2 separate regions of the Gossypium hirsutum genome follow, and region 2 is linked to region 1. A link is a contact called in public Hi-C data. All regions are on one chromosome and are shown on one strand. Each heading gives the region's core, a stretch centred on a gene start, on an enhancer-like site or on the middle of the called end of the contact. The rest is flanking DNA. Distances are from core to core; before and after follow the strand shown.

What was found. Hi-C and Micro-C count contacts between places; a contact is called where the count stands out from the background.
Region 2: a Hi-C map of leaf shows a contact between it and region 1, with 2.0 times the contacts expected there. The contact joins the enhancer-like site here to the promoter of LOC107920157 in region 1. A contact is called at or near these places in 3 of 34 Hi-C or Micro-C datasets (callus and leaf).

What each region holds. Positions count from the first base shown.
Region 1 is chrA10:94,281,499-94,287,261 of Gossypium_hirsutum_v2.1, forward strand. It overlaps LOC107920157 (E3 ubiquitin-protein ligase Topors), which reads left to right and starts at 3,908. Exons shown (of 5, transcript XM_016849697.2): 1 at 3,908-4,497; 2 at 4,609-4,746; 3 at 4,820-4,877; 4 at 5,030-5,301; 5 at 5,384-5,763. The coding sequence starts at 4,145. The coding sequence ends at 5,444.
Region 2 is chrA10:94,890,557-94,896,489 of Gossypium_hirsutum_v2.1, forward strand. It overlaps the pseudogene LOC107895532. Among protein-coding and RNA genes, the nearest start is that of LOC121209178, 45 kb to the right of the region's middle. Within about 2 kb of position 4,080, at least 8 of the 9 cell types and tissues checked have an H3K27ac peak or open chromatin away from gene starts, as enhancers often do. A contact at or near this core is called in leaf, where this site is marked.

The DNA.
Region 1 (5,763 bases), core at 2,658-5,157:
TGCAAATTCCTTACCCATTAAGAAGTCCTCTTTTGCTCAATTCTACCATGCCATTCTCACTCATATGCCCAAGCCGCATATGCCAAATTTTAGTTATATCATCATCTGACAAGAAGAGGAAGCGACAGCTGCATCACCAGTAACAGTAAAACCCTACAAAACATATAACTTGGTAGTCTTTCTCTACCCTTTCATCACAACAAGAGAACCTTTGGAAATCTTTAAAACCCCACTTTCAGCTGTGTATCTGTACCCTTTTGAATCAAGAGTACTTAACGAAATTAAATTTCTTTTCAATTTTGGAACATGTCGTACGTCACTAAGTATTCTGACAACTCTATCAAACATCTTAACTTTAATTGTTCCAACACCTGCGATTTTACATGAAGCATTATTTCCCATCAAAATAATACCTTCAAACATTGTTTCATAAGTTGTAAACCAATCCCGATTGGGACTCATATGGAAGGTGCAGCCTGAATCAAGTATCCACTCCTCGTTCACTTTAGAATTGTTGACCGAAGCGACTAGAAGTTCACCATCGTTGTAGTCTTCTACAATATCAGCTTCACTGAAATTTTCTGGTTGTTTTCCCTTTTGATTCGCAGCCTCCCTTTTAATCTTGTTCTGTAGCTTATAACACTCAGATTTAATGTGTCCTTTCTTCTTGTAGAAGTTACAAGTTTTACCTCTGTTTGAAGACTTTGATCTACCCTTAGATTTACCGCAAGGATTCCGTTCCTGTGTCCTTCCATGATCATCATCAGTATTCCGATCTTGTCTCCCACAAACAATGAGACCCTCTCCTTGAGAGTCGTGTTTAACCACAAGATGCTTCATTTTATCATACGAAGTCAAAGAATCACAAACCTCATCAACTGTGAGAGACTCACGGCTATATAAAATTGTGTCTCTAAAGGTTGAATAAGACGGGGGCAACGAACAAAGTAGAATCAATCCTAGATCTTCCTTATTATACTAAACCTCCATGGCCTCCAAGTTTGAGAGATTTTCTTTAAACACTGTTAAGTGTTCGTGTACAGACGCACCTTCCTCCAAACGATGAGCATAAAGACGCTGCTTCATATGCAGCTTGCTTGTTAGAGTTTTCGACATACATATTTGTTCTAGCCTCTTCCATAATGCAGTAGCGGTCTTCTCTTTCATCACATCCTACAAAATTTCGTTGGACAAATGCAGATGTAATTGTGTTAACGCCTTTTGATCCTTACGCTTCTTCTCTTCATCTGTTAATGTCGAAGGAATCTTATCTATCCCTAGCAGGGCATCCTCCAGATCCATCTGTGCAAAAACTGCTTGCATCTTAATCAGCCACAACGTAAATCTAGTGTTGCAATCTAACAGCGAAATTTCATACTTCAAAGACGCTATTATTGTGATCGAGATGAACTACCCAGAAGCTCTGATACCAATTTGTGAAAATAAAATAAAATAAAATAAAGAACACACAAAATTTTACGTGGAAACCCTTTCGGGAAAAAACCACGGGCAGAGTAGAAGAAAATTTACTATGTCGAATTTGAATAAATACAAGAGGAATAGACTATGTCTATTTATAGGCTTGTAAAGCCATATTTTAGTAAGACTGTAACACTTTATTCTAATCAATATAAAATAGATGGAGTTTAAATAAGGTTTAAAAAACCTTATTCTAAAATAAAATAAAAGAAGTGTAGTTCTATATGGAGTTTACTTTTATTTTATTTTACCATTGTATTTTATTTAAATAAGGATTCGGGTCCTTTAATTCTAACAGTGCATCGAAGTAGTTGTTTCTATATTCCATTTGCGCTGAATATAGTTACTATTGCGACTCTTTGGTGAGTTATGTTATGATTATTAACTGGTGTTAGTAGTTCATATCTATATGCTAAGAATGAGTTACATCTTATCCTTGATTGCATTATAAAACCAGTCCAAATATCCCAGTAGTGTAAGAATATTGCTCTATATATCAAATAGTTTTTATTCTAAATTGTTAGTAACTCATAACTAAATATATTTTGCTGATGAGTAGCTCATATCCATATATAAAAAATGATTTATATATTTATCCCCAAACAAATTATGCTTAAAGGTAATCAAGAGAAGCTTTATATGATAATGAGAAATTAAAAATATAAACTTCACAAAACAAGAAGCTCATCAATGAAAATAGAGAGAAAGATGAAGTAATATGAGTGACTAATATCAATAGTGATATGAACTTTTATGTAACAGATTGGGTTCAATCCAAAGGCAATAATTTTAGTTCAGAGCAATGGAATTTCATCATGCAACATCAAAAACTTAATCTGTTAGATTTCATTATAGCATAGGAAGAAGAGAACTTGTATCTTGCTTCATTAAAATAGGATTCTTTTGTATCTTGCTTCATTAAAATAGGATTCTTTTGGGCTATCTTAATAAAATTTTAACATTGGAATTTTGTTAAAGGTTTCCTGATGAAGGGAGAAGAGATAAAAAGAAAGGGAGAAGAAGATATTGAAAATAAACAAATAAAAAGAGAATAAAAGAAAAAGAATGAAATTTGTTTTAGTTGTATAATTTGACAAAAGAATTTGTATGAATAGATTGCATTAATGTGCCACATTAACTTCTTGTTACACTTTTTAACGAGATTTAACAGTTGAGTGATCATAACGTAATAAATAATCTTAATGATTATATTATAATTATTTAAAATATGACTTGAGCAAATTACCTTAAATATCTAGAATAACACATTAGATAACAAGTGTTTATTTGAGATTGACCTAAAATGATATATATTTTAAAATTTAATCAGTAAACATTTTGGGCTATTTGAATCCAAAATGTATATATATGATAATAAAAAATAGGTTTAAATCATAAAATGGTACTTAAACTATTTTTTTTTTCAAGTTTCTATTTAAACTTTTTTTTTTGGTCGACTGATACCTAAACTATACCACAAAATGGTACCTAAACTATATCTTTTTTTCAAGTTGGTATTTCAACTTTTTTTTTGGACAAGTGATACCTAAATTATACCACAAAATGGTACCTAAACTATAAATCTTTTTCCTAGGTTTAGCTAAACATTTTTTTTTGGTTACAAGTGATACATAAAGTATACTCCAATACCCAAAGTAGTACTTAAATTATACTCAATTATCCAAATTATTTCAGTAGTTAAAAAAACCCTCTTAGCCAATTATTTTGTGACACATGGTACTACAAAGTTCCCAAAAAAGTTAATTATTATTTCCAAAATTTGTAAACATATTTATCTCTTTTGTTCTTCACTGAAGAAATCTGATTTTGAAAAAAAATCAAGAACTCATCGCAAAACTCATTGAAACGTAGTTGATGACAAAACCCAGATTTCAGTGAGTTTCTTCTCCATTTTTAAACCTCAATCAAAACTTGTCTATTATTTTTCTTAAAAATAATTTTTTTTGTTTTTTTCTATATATTTTGTATAAAATAGTTAATGCTATATGAATCTCTATAATGAAAAAAATTCAGATAAAGAGTGAAAACCTAATATTGGGCAGAAACTGGGTAGAAAAAAATTAAAAGGGAAAAAAAGAATTTTAGGGAGAGATTACAAGGAATTGAAATTTTTTAATTTAATTCAATTTAATATTTTTATAATTTAATTTAATTATATTCTTTGAATTTTATTTTAATATAAAGTATCACGTGTCACAAAATGATTGGTTAAAATATTTTTGTTTAACAATTGAGTAATTTGGGTAATGAAGTATAATTTAGGCATCATGTTGGGTAAGGAAGTATAGTTTAAGTAGCACTTGTGATCATAAAAATGTTTATGTACCAACTTAAGAAAAATGTATAGTTTAAGTATTATTTCGGATAACGAACTATAATTTAGGTACCACTTATGATAAAACAAAGTTTAGTGAGAAAAAAAAGAGAGTAAAGAATCATATTATGATTTAAGCCTAAAAGATGATATAGGCACCAAATTGAATTCTAAAGCTAATGTGAGGTGACAATATTGTATTATCCCTATATATTTTTTGGAGTTTCGTTTGATATCTATTATCGACTCACGACGGCAACACCGCCTTTCAGCGACAACATAAAAATTCGTGATCTAAAGACCAACTTCTTTTCTCTTCTCTTTCCTCAAATGGATTCACCCTCGTCTTCACCGAAACCATTGGGGAAATCGGACATCCAGAGATTCATACGAAGAGTAATTTGTCCGGCCATCGTCGACGAAACATGTCCCATATGCTTGAGAACCATCGACATTCCTGGAGCGGCAGTTCTCACCGTTTGTTTCCACGCTTACTGCTTGGACTGCATCCGCAAGTGGAGCGATTTGAAGAGGAATTGCCCTCTCTGCAATTCCACCTTCGATTCTTGGTTCTACAAAATCGATCTCTCCTCTCTAAGATACCTCAAACAGCAGTTACCTGCTATCTCTGACTGCAAATCGGCTATTCCACGACCTCGGTTCACCGTATCTGATCGTCGACGGTGAATTTTCTTTTTTGATTAACGATTATCTGAGTCTTTAACTGTAAGTCGAATAAAAGAATTGATTGTTTAGGTTATTCCTTTTTTTTTTCTTTTTAATTATTTGGTTAGGATCATCGAAAGGACCAGAAGAGAAATAAACGATGTTAACCGGAGAACGAGACCGTTGCCTTGGCGGCGATCTTTTGGGCGACCTGGGACTGTGTCGCCTCTTGTTATCGCCGAAAGGAAGCTTCAATGGCGTGCCAGGTACCTTATGAAGACCCAATTTAGTTATATTTGCTTAATTCTAAGATTTTGGCTGATAGGGTTTCTCTTGCAGTGTGTATAACCGACGGCTGCAAGCTGTGCCTATATATCATGGTAATGGTTTTCAGCAGGTAGGTTTACCTGGTTTAGTTCTTTGAAGGTTTGCATTTTTTTTTTCCATATATTTGAAATGTGACGAATATGGATGACATAAATCAGTGGATTTGATTAGCAAGGAAGGGTTATTTTGCATCATTTTGATGCTTTCTCTCTTTGCTTTCAGAATGTTCCTAGGATTAGGAATGATTTTGAGAAAGAGAAACTACTGCAAAGAATAGAACCATGGATTCAAAGGGAGCTTGAGGCTATCCTTGGAGATCCAGATCCATCAATCATTCTTCATGTTGTGTCCTCGCTTCTCTTCTCTAGACATGAAGGAAAGCATGATGACTCTTCCGCCTCTTCGACACAGCTCAGTTTTGTCAATGACAACTTTCTTGCTTCTTTGGAACCTTTTTTACACGACCAAACCAACATGTTTTGGCATGAACTCAGGTGAGTTATACACCTTTTCTTTTTTGGTTTGCTTGAAGATTTCCTTTTCTGTTATTATTAAACTTTTAGAAATGTACACCAGATGCTTTGTGGAGAGTCCACTTACCATGGAAACTTATGATGCAGTAGTTGAGTATAGATAGATGGAGTAGCGGCGCTTAGCCGAGTTGCATATTATTTTAACTGTCTACCCACTATATCTGTGGCGTTAGAGATCAGTTCCTTCAGAGCTTGTTATCCTCGATAGTCTGGTGATGGCTGCACTATCAGTTGTTAAGCCATCAGGTAAAATGGCACAGCTTAGAGATTGAAGGATTTAATCAAATTCTGAAGCTAGGATTTAACTGATGAAAGAAAAAAGTGCTCAGTACTATCAAATTGCTTAAAGTTGAGAGATCCAAGTAGGGGCTTTGGTAGCCGTCGAATAAGTAGAGCGGAGCAGATTAAACACGTCAGCTGGAG
Region 2 (5,933 bases), core at 2,830-5,329, 610 kb after region 1:
TCTTTATACTTTTATTTTAAAGGATTCGATATCTCTACTCTTCTTATTTCAAAACTTAAGTTTAATTATTAACACTGTTAAAATAATTTTATTAAATTCAAGTTCATTATAATATTATTTTTTAGTTACAATTAAAATCGAATTTTAAAATCTAAAAAATAAAAGAACTAAATTTCTTAAAATAAAAGTATAGACACTAAATTTTAAATTTAAAATGAATACAGAAACTATGACATATTTTATTTTTTTATAATAAAAACATGAGAAATAAAATATATTTCTTTTATATTTATATTGATTCAACATACTAAATCTAATATATGAAAATTGTTAAAAATTTTATTTTTGCCCTTATATGAATTCGAACCAAGCCAATTCATTTAAAATTAATAAAAATCCTTGTTTTGTTTTACAAAACATTTTCAGTGAAAACAATGAAATTTTTCTTTCTAATTTTTACATATTTTTATTTTTTAAAATTATTTTTTAAAATTATAACCAAATATATTTTCTTTAATATTTTATTTTTTCCAATAAAAAGCAAAAATGGCCTCTATTTCTTGGAACGAAATAGAGCCTAATCTTTTGGAAGTTCATAACTACCCCTTTCAAAGAATATTATCTCCAAAATTTAAATACAAATTTTCTACTTGATAATGTAATTTAACTTACCCTTACTTTTAACTCTTGTCAATAATTTTTTATCATTATATTAAACTTTATTTTAAATTTTTTAAAGCATTTATTTACAATATTATGATTAATATTTGATATATTATTAAGATGTTTTAATTTCACAAATAAAATTTAAATACAAATATATATTAATATTCTTTTAAACAGTTAAGAATCCATAAATGGATGGAATTTTGTTATATTATGCTTAATAAAGCTTTCTTCATGCAATGCTAAAATAAATGAATTAATTATGAGTGTTAAGATTTTTTGGTCTATTATGAAATAAATATGTCTGTGTTCCAATTTTTCTATCATTTTGCCAAATTATATTTAACTAAAATTACGTTCGAGTAATTTATGTAAGCTTAGATGATGATGATAATAATAATAATAATAATAAATACTTCTTACTATTTTTATATTTCACTCAAATTAACTTGAATTCACCTCTTGAATCTAAATGTAGGGCCAGCAAAATTTATTTTCATTCGATTTTTTTATACTTCTGAGTTATTCTACTTTTTAATTAACTCGCCTCTCTCACAAAATTACAAAAAGAAAAAAAATCTAATATTTTATAAATATATATATATTTATATAATTTCTAAAAAAATCTATAAAAAATGTTAATTTTTTAAAAAATAAAAATTTCTTCAAAATGTTAAATCCAAGACCTTAAACAAGTAAAATATCAAATTATTTTTCTCATACTAAAGTATCTCGTTTTCCTCATGTTCTTTTTTCTAAAAAAAATTTCAAATATATATGGTGTAAATTTTATATGCTCTAAATTTGAATTTAGTTAAACAAGGTTTTACATACTTTAACCTCTTTTTTTTAAAATTTAATTCAAACAAATTTATTCAATTTGATTTAAAAAAAATAAATTATATTAGAATGATAAAATAAAACTTGCCAAAGTCGATTAACTCAAATTTTGTTTACTCGATTCAATTGAATGATCACTCTTATTTAAATGAATATTTTTTCAGAATTTTTTAAAAAAACATATTCTTATCTTTTTAGTTGCAAAATGTTTTGAAAATATATATTTATTTATAATTAATAAAATTCGAATATTATTGACTTGCCTCAGTTATATCTGTTTATGGACCAGGCTACCCATGCAAAATTTGGGAGTGTTTAGATAAAAATATTAGAAAAAAAAAATAGGCTCAAGAAAAAAATTAGATCAATTTAAAACATCAGCTGAGCTTAGGCTTGAACATTTAAGGCTCAAGCTTGGCCTGACTTCATTTTTTTTTTAAGTTTGTAATGTTTTATATTATGTTACTTTTATATATTATGTAATTTATAACACTTAAAAATTAAATTTATAATTTTATTATATACTACTATAATGTAAACATTAAAAATGTTAAAGATGACTAAATATAATTTTTTTATAAATAAAAATATAAAAATAGTTAGATATTAAATTAAAATTAATATAAATATTTTAAAAATAATATGTATAATGTAAACATTAAAAAATGTTAAGATGACTAAATAAAACTTTTTTATAAATAAAAAAATAAAATATTTAGATATTAATTTAAAATTAATATATATATTTTTAAAATAATATGGGTAGACCTAAAATGTGTTTAGATTAGATATTTACATATATGGGTAGAATTGCACAAAATTTTAAACTCATATTTTAGAATAGGCTAGACTTAGACAAGTATAAAGTATGTTAATATCATGCTTAGGCTCGACTCAAACTTAACCCAACCTATGAACACCCCTGTCCTCAATTCTATTGAGAGACTTACAGGTTCATAGGTTGAGGGGTACTTCAACAAGTCAGTATTGTTCTATGTTCAAAGTTTTGTCTTCAAAATTTGTTGCAAGCCCTTACAAGTTCAACAGAATATAACCACCTCGTATCGACAGGAGGACTCATGACACACGGAAGAGTTTGCGCATAATCTTACTTGACTCAATGACTTGTAACATGTGGGCCCTTGATGTGAAAGCATATTATTAGTTGAGCTAGTTTGACTCTTAACGAATATTTTAATTATATATTAAAATATAAATTATTAAATTAAATATATATACTTATTAATTATTAACTAAATTATTTTATAATTAACATAAAAATTTATATTTATATTTAACCAGAGAATTGATCAATTCAGGCTATTTGATTCATTGAAAATTGCTTTTGAAAAATGATTTCTAAAAACTTGTTTGATTTTCTAAAAAAACATGGTATTTTTTTGATATTTAAATAGTTTTATGTAAAATATTTTTCGTTGTTTGATAATTTTTTTTAAATTCATTTTCTATAAGTTGTTTTAAGTAAACAAATGCAACATAAATATTTTCATAACTTAAAAAAATAATTATTTTCATAATTAATCTAGAATACCAAATTTAATTGTTAATTAAAAACATAATTTCTAAATACTTTCTTCCATAATTTTAATCTATAAATTTAATTAATAATAGATTCATGGCTTGAGTCGAAAACTTGTTAGACAATAACATTGTTGTAAACAACAAAAATTCGTAATGTCTCTTTTATATATATATATATATATATATATTTCGAAAAGAAGGTAAAATCTAGGCACCTAATCACATTGGTGTATAATGAAAAAATCTATCAAACTCAAGTCCATAATTTTGAGATGATTAGTTGAAAATGATCTAAGATTCTCAAGTTTCGAATTCAATCCTTGATACTTTAATCCTTTACATTATAGATATGAAGAAAAAGTATTACAAAAGTGAAGTTCACATTGATAATGCTGAATAAGAAAATGATGGGTTGATTTAATTGGTGAGCAACACACTTAGTTTTTTCTAATTTATCTTCACAAATCTACAAATAATTTTGGATGAATGATTTCACTAACACAAAATCAAAGAAATCAACACAAAACTCAGAAAACTAGTAGAAGTGAAGCAAAGTATGTTCATCTGTTGTTACAGTCAATATTACCAAAGGTCTAAACCAGAGGTGAAGTTAGTGTAGTGATCAACCCATTTCAACCTTTAATTAGAAGGCATGATTTTTTTAGGGCAATTTCTAACCAACTCAATTACCATAAAATTTGCAGAGAAGTAGTAAAGGAAATGAAGCAGAAGAAGCTAAGTAAATATCCAGATAAAGAAGAGAAGAAAATCAAACTAAATTCTAGCTGTAGGGTTCAGTTCCATCATCCACAAAACATCAAAATCCATGATTTCAACTCAAATTCTAAATGAAGTGAAAAGAATTACCTGAACAATAAAGGATCAAGGAGGAGATTTAGAGAGTGAAGATGAGAGTGGCTGCCAGTGAGAGATCCGGTTCGATGAAAGAACGATGAGGGAGTTGTACACAGATATAACAGATCTTCAGAAGAAGCAAAGTTGTTGAGATCGCCTGTGAGCAAAAGTAGTGATGGCAATTGGCAACCGGGTGGTCCCCATGGTTTTTGCCCGCCCAACCCGACTTGATAATTTACCGTCATGTCTTGACTTTAATTCACCCTAACTTTAAAATTTATATATTTAAATTTACTTCGAACCCAAAATTAAATATTATTAATATATCCGATTCCAACTCATCCCAAATTTAAATATTTTTTATATTTAGTATTGTCCAAGAATACTTTTTTTGGTGACTTAACTATTTTTCCTTGATCAAAATCAGAAAATTTGGGAAGTCTTCTCCAGAAATTAGTTTATATTGAATCAAACAGAACCTAATTAGTAATTTCTTATCCTGGAAAGAAAAGTAGAAGGAAAGGAAACTCAGCCTTTTCAAAAGGATTTTTTTAGTCAAAATATTGGTGGCTAAAGTAATTTGTAAAACTAAAAACAGAGAAGAGAGAGAAAAAAATCAGTGTTGAGTGTTGACAATCGCCCATACAGGCGCGTGGTCTTAATTTTCTAACTTGTTAAGAATCGGAAGCTAATAAAACGGCCTGGGAAAGTCATTTCAATTGAAAAATTTGTTGCTACTAAACTATAACGTAACCTCACAAGCCAACGGCTGAAATTTCTTTCTTCTCAAATATTGACGGCAATGATCGCTTTCATGTCATCGTCCGAATAGAACCGAACCGGGAGATGATGAGTGAATGAGAAGTAGGTAAGAATTCAAGCAACATTAAATAAGAGCTCTAATTATGCTTTTAGTCCCTATACTCTTTATATATTTGAAATTTAACTCCTCTACTTTTAATTCTAAGAACTTAGTCCTTTTACACTTTCGATTTGATAATTAAAGTTCAATGATAAACCCATCAAAAGACTACCATTAAATTGAATTATCTAGTAGCTTAACATAAAAAAAAATCACATAGCTAATATTACATGCTTAGAAGGTCAAATAAACAAAAAAATATTAAATTTAAGTTTGTAATTTTTTCAGTTCTAAATGAAAAGTTGTTCAAATTTGTTTCAAATAAGTAGAGTGAAAGTTTGATATTTTTTTACATGATTTCCATGAGACTTTAAATAGGCCACATGAACAATTGTTTTTTTTTAATGCCATACAATCTAATTTAACAAACATTCTTTGATGATGTTATCGAATGGGATTCAATTGTTAAACTAAAAAAATAGAGGAGCTAAATTATTAATATTTAAACTGGAATGACTATATTTTTAAGCATAACTATACCTAAATGGGATCTAAAATAAACAAAATACAAGTATATAAGTATAAATTAACTATATCATATATCATCAACCTATGATTCACATTCTAAATTGGCTAAAAATTTATTGAGTCTTTAAAGTATCACTATCGTATCAATCATGTCATTCCATTAGTCTAACAATTAATTTGATCACTAAAATACTAAGTTTATATCTAATATGAAGCATACTTAAAATATATAAATCAAATTGTAAACATATGTATACTTACTATCTATCGACAACTTAGATTTTATGTGGTTTAGAAAAAAGAAACTAGTCCTCTTAAATTATAATGACACAACTTATTTTTTTAATGTGTCAAATTTAAATCATCTACACAATAAGAACACACATATTTATATCTATACCTATATGTTTTAAATATATTCTATATCAAAATCATCATTAATGAAAAGATGTATTAAATATAAACATTAATACTTTAAAAAGTAAATTAAAATATTCTGAAATTTATGAACGAATTTAAAATTTGTACTATAATTTGAAAACGCTAATGCAACTAACTCTATAAGTATTTTAAAAGTTATAGTTTGTAAATTAGTAATATATTAAAATTTACACCAATACGAGAACATTCTAATTAAGTA